Regions from separate parts of the Pan troglodytes genome. Here region 2 is linked to region 1. The links are chromatin contacts, called in public HiChIP or PLAC-seq maps. All regions are on one chromosome and are shown on one strand. The core of a region is the stretch at or near the end of the contact, and the rest is flanking DNA. Distances in the headings are between cores, read along the strand shown. Region 1 holds the start of LACTB (lactamase beta). Region 2 holds the start of APH1B (aph-1 homolog B, gamma-secretase subunit).

What was found. HiChIP or PLAC-seq counts read pairs in DNA pulled down with a chosen protein or histone mark.
Region 2: a contact with region 1 is called in an H3K4me3 HiChIP or PLAC-seq map of stem cell-derived excitatory neurons, with 2.6 times the contacts expected there. The contact joins the promoter of APH1B here to the promoter of LACTB in region 1. A contact is called at or near these places in 1 of 7 Hi-C or Micro-C datasets (stem cell-derived neural progenitor cells) and 1 of 1 datasets of contacts at active chromatin or transcription factors (stem cell-derived excitatory neurons).

What each region holds. Positions count from the first base shown.
Region 1 is chr16:55,111,141-55,113,840 of NHGRI_mPanTro3-v2.0_pri, forward strand. LACTB (lactamase beta) reads left to right here and starts at 1,334. Exons shown (of 6, transcript XM_003314702.5): 1 at 1,334-1,771; 2 at 2,179-2,245. The coding sequence starts at 1,415.
Region 2 is chr16:55,265,690-55,268,413 of NHGRI_mPanTro3-v2.0_pri, forward strand. It overlaps APH1B (aph-1 homolog B, gamma-secretase subunit), which reads left to right and starts at 1,350. Exons shown (of 6, transcript XM_523094.7): 1 at 1,350-2,535. The coding sequence starts at 1,916.

The DNA of each region.
Region 1 (2,700 bases), core at 84-2,583:
CATGTTCTTGGAGTAGTGGTGACCCCCACCGTGGGAACCTCCAGTACTATCTTAATAGAGTACATCTGTCCACTATAACTGCAGTTTCAGTGTCAAACGCTCTGGGTCCCAGGATATTCTGGTCTCTTGGAGTCTTGGGTTTTGTGAGTAGCCCCAGAAGCTTTACTTATTTAGCCCCACTATTTTCTTGCTAGGTGTTGATACCATTATTGCCTTTTCCTCCTATTAAATAATTATTACCTCAATATATTTATTTTGAGGTATGTATATGTTTACTCAGTAAGTTTATTACCTCAATATGTTTCTCCTGATGGCTTGTCAGTTCAAGTCTGTGAGCTCTCTTCTTTATTCCACCTGCAAGAAAAGACAGGGCCATTTTGTATATGGGGCATATTGCCCCAGTGCTGAAGGTCTAAAGCCTACAAGCTTTCAAAGATCGTGTGTGTGTGTGTGTGTGTGTGTGTGTATCCCAAAATATAAAAATTACAAAACTGATAAATGTTTAAGTAACTTCAAATTAACATATCAATTTCATTACATGTTAAACTAGGATTTTATACACATTTTACATTTTGTAGCAATTTGAGATTAGGTTTCTTATTTCACAAGAATGTCTGATCATTTACAGATGCTGAGAAATCATAGGTAATTGTAAATTATAATAGTTACTTTTGGATTAAAATTTTTCAAGCACGAAATTTTTAAAAAACACTTTATCTTTTATAGCAAAAGAAAGGTAATATAAGGTCTGGATGTAACTTCATGTCTTTGGTACGGTATGGAGCTAGAATTCCAGAAGCAATAGATTTTAAAACATCTTTAGGGAAATGGGTGAATTGAAATGAGACATAAGGGAGATGGCAAGAGAGTGAAAAGAAGCGCGTTCTAAAGGAGGAAAGGAGAAAGGGAAAGGAAAGGAGAAAGGCATCTCTAAAGGGAAAGGAGATGCCTGCTGAGCGTCTACTGTGTGCCCTGCGCTGTTCCAGAAGTTGAGGATCCAAAACTAAGTCTAGGCTCCCCAAAGAAGTCCCAGTCTGGTAAGGAATCTGACAAGTAGTTAAATGATACAAAGTGTTAACTGTTGTTAAAGAAGTGTGCACACCGAGGGGCAAGATGGTAAGGGCGAGAACTCCCATGGGACGGGAACTAGGAAGGCTTCTGGGAGGTGACGCTTGATCTGAGGGTAAGCAAAGGAAAAAAAGGAAAGAGAGACAGAAAGGAAAAACAAGGAAGAGACAAGAAAAGGGAGAGGAAGAAGGGCTCGATGCGATCGGCGCTCGGGTAGTCAGGCGTCGACTGCTAGGGTCTGACCGCGGTCCCCACCCCCGTCCCGCCCCCTGTCCTTCCCTCCGCCCCGCGCCGCGGCGGGCAGGGTGTGCGTGAGTTTGGTGGCGGCCGGCTGTGCAGAGACGCCATGTACCGGCTCCTGTCAGCAGTGACTGCCCGGGCTGCCGCCCCCGGGGGCTTGGCCTCAAGCTGCGGACGACGCGGGGTCCATCAGCGCGCCGGGCTGCCGCCTCTCGGCCACGGCTGGGTCGGGGGCCTCGGGCTGGGGCTGGGGCTGGCGCTCGGGGTGAAGCTGGCAGGTGGGCTGAGGGGCGCGGCCCCGGCGCAGTCCCCCGCGGCCCCCGACCCTGAGGCGTCGCCTCTGGCCGAGCCGCCACAGGAGCAGTCCCTCGCCCCGTGGTCTCCGCAGACCCCGGCGCCGCCCCGCTCCAGGTGCTTCGCCAGAGCCATCGAGAGCAGCCGCGACCTGCTGCACAGGATCAAGGTGCGGCCACTGGAGCGGGGGGCGTAGGGGGCCGGGGATCCACCCCTGTCGGCGGTGCTGTCGGGGGCTGAGTGGACCCCACCCTGGGCGGCGGGGTGCCCGCGATCGGCTTCCGAGAAAGACTTCCCATTTCCCCACCGCCGAGCCGTGGTCAGACGCTCTTGGGGGTTCCCCAAATCTGGGTGGAGGTCACTGCCTGTCTCGGGGACCGCCCCTTCCCCCTAGGGGGCGGACAGGCACATCCCTTGCTGTTAGTGAGTGAGCATGGCCTGGGACGAGGTGGGCGGGGCCCAGGTGGAGGGGGCGGGGCCCAGGCTCGGGGGGCGGGGCCTTGGAAGGTCCCCGAGGAGAGCGCTGGGCTTTTTCAGCAGGCCCATAACTGTCGGTTCTTTCCCCTTCGGTCTTAGGATGAGGTGGGCGCACCGGGCATAGTGGTTGGAGTTTCTGTAGATGGAAAAGAAGTCTGGTCAGAAGGTGGGTTCAGAAAATTGTTGTTTTGTTCTGTGCCAGTTGGTAAATAAAATATTTTACTGGTTAGAGTGGATCCCATGAAATGCTATTGCATTTACATAAAACGATGCATATTGTAGAGAAAACATCTAACATAATAAAAGAATCAGGTGTTTTTAAATCACGGTAAGGTTTAAAATGTGACTAATAAATTGGAGTCATGAGGATGGCTACCCACTCCCACTTTTCTCTTAGGACTGGATTTATTAGTCTGAAAGTTATATACAGTAGTCCCTCCTTATCCTGCGGATATATTCCAAGACCCTCAGTGGATGCCTGAAAACGTGGATGATATTGAACCCTGTATATACTATATTTTATCTTATATATACATATCTATGATAAAGTTTATAAATCAGGCATAGTAAGAGATTAGCAACAATAATAAAATAGAACAATCACAACAATACTCTGAGTGG
Region 2 (2,724 bases), core at 100-2,599, 150 kb after region 1:
CGACAGCCCTTCTTTCTGAAATGTTTTCCCCTTGGCTTCCACAGCACCACATTCCCCCAGTTTTCTTGTTACCCTCTTGGCCACTCCTTTTCAGTTTCTTATGAGGTTCCTCTTCTCCTCATACCTTTAATGTTGGTGTTCTGACATAGGCCTTGTTCTGGCTTTACTAGCTATCTAGGTAATTCTATTCTATGTACTCTCACGGCTTCAGGTATTCTGGTCTCAGCTCTGATGTTCAGTCCATTTCTCTCCTGATCCTGTATATGTAGTTGCCTACTGAACACCTCCATTTGGAGTGCTACAAGTATCTCAGTCTCAAGGCATCCAAAATGAAGGCCAGGCACGGTGGCTCACGCCTGTAATCCCAGCACTTTGGGAGGCCAAGGTGGGCAAGTCACTTGAGGCCAGGAGTTCAAGACTGGCCTGGCCAACATTGTTCACACTGTCTCTACTAAAATACGAAAATAACCCAGGCATGGTGGCGCGCGCCTATAGTCTCAGCTACTCTGGAGGCTGAGGCAGGATAATTGCTTGAACTCGGGAGGCAGAGGTTGCAGTGAACTGAGATCACACCACTGCACTCCAGCCTGGGCGACAGAGTGAGACTACGTCTCCAAAACAGTAACAACAAAATAACAAAATGGTACTCATTATCGTGTCTACTTTGCCATATTCTCTCCTCCTCCTGTCTCCACAGCATCCACTTAAGCCCGAACCCTCTAGAAGCCCACATCCTTGACTCTTCCCCCATCTCACTCTATGTAGCTCATTAGTCACTAAATTCTGTTTGTACAATTCCTAAACTTCTATTAAATTTGTCTGCTTCCCTCCAGAGTCCTGCTAATTCCCTGATTCAGGCCACTGCCATCTCATTCCTGCGTTGCACCGAGGACCTCCAGTCTGGAAGCTCATTTTCCATATCTTTACAAAGCAGATCTATCACTCTGAACTGTTGTCTCGACCCGAGTTTTGATAGGTATTGTGCTGGGATCTGACCATTCAAAATACAATCACTGGAATCTGAAGAAGTATTCTGTGGGAGTGAATGGAAATATATATGACTTTTAAATGGGCAAAGGTAATGTTTTTCTGTAAGAATTAAATACCTGCAGTTGTATTATTTGAAGGTGCATTTTCAGGGGCGAGCTGCAAAACATCTGTCAGGTCCCAACATTTGTCTACTGGTGTTTTTTTAAATGTGGATTGCCAAAATCTTTATTCATGATGGACATTATGTAGGAGTGGTTAATACTTACATAGCACTTACCTGTGTCAGGCACACTGATCAAACTAACCGACGAAGTATTATTCAACATAAAGAAAAATCTAACTTGGATGTGAATGATCAGAGAACTTAAGTTTTAATTTTTAAACCTTTCAGAAATTGTTAATATAGATGTTTATAACTTCTACTTTTTAAATTATTTCACTTATTGAACAGATATTAGTGAACTTCTAGGTGCTGAGGAAACAACAAAGAGCAAAGCAAAGTCCCTGTCCCCCAGGAGTTCGCGTTTTAACGGGGAAGAAAAATAAGCAAGTGAAATGGACGACTGTGAGAAGACGGAGCAGGGAGATGTTACTATTGCTTGTAGGGTGGTCACAGAATGCCTGCAAAAACAACCCTTTTGAAGAATTGGGAAAAAAATAAAAACCATTTGGCTGAAACAGCCCTGAGAAGGGCAGCTTCTTCCACCACTCTTTCATCATTTTACCATCTGTGGGTTATCCCCGGGGTCACTGCTATCCCAGCCTAGGTTTTATACAGGATGGAGTACGAAGTTCCCGCAACTATCCAAACGGTAAAATGTGCTTAAAAAAAAAAACCTATTTAAAAAGGAATCCTGCTTGTTCCTGCGCTACATTTTTCTTTAGTCTCTTTGATTGACTTGGAATCTCTGCCTGTTCTCGGTGCATGCGGCTCGAAGGTGGGCTAGGGAGCTCCCCTTCTCTTAACCACCTCGCAGCCGGCACTGGAACCCGATCGGAGTGTATCTGTGGGGCTGCGGCGTTGGCTCGGGCCCTAACGTCGCCGAGGACGCCCGCTTCGGGAGCAGGAGCTGCGGCGTGGCCCTGGCGCTTCCGGACACCCGGTAGGGCGGCGGGCCCAACGGTGGGGTCCGCGCTCACCGCCTTGAGCCCGCCCCTGCGCCCGGCGCCCTCAGCCCACGCCCCGCCCAGTCCCCCAGGCCCTAGCGTTTACCCCCACGCCCCGCCTCGCCCCGCGACCCACGTACCCCGCCTCCGAGCCCCGCCCCCGCCCCCACGTGCCCCGCCCCCGTCCCCGTGCCTGCCCCTGAGCCGCGCCCCGCCCCCCGCGTCCCGCTTAGCCCCCCACCCCGAGCCCCACCCACCGAACCCCGCCCGCGCCGGGAGCATCTCGCGTCCCCAACGGGCCCCCGGGTCGGTTTCCGCGGTGGCCATGACTGCGGCCGTGTTCTTCGGCTGCGCCTTCATTGCCTTCGGGCCTGCGCTCGCCCTTTATGTCTTCACCATCGCCACCGAGCCGTTGCGTATCATCTTCCTCATCGCCGGGTGAGGCGGTCGCGTCGGGAAACCCGGACGCCGGGGCTCCCCTCCCCCGCTGGGGTTACCCGCGACCCTCGGCGCCCCCACCGCGCGGCTCGACCTTGTTGCGTTTCAGACGGGAGGAGGGTTGAGAGGGGGAGAGCGGAGATCCGGCTCCCCAAAGGCGCCTCGCCCTCTTAGGAAGAAGCGCACACT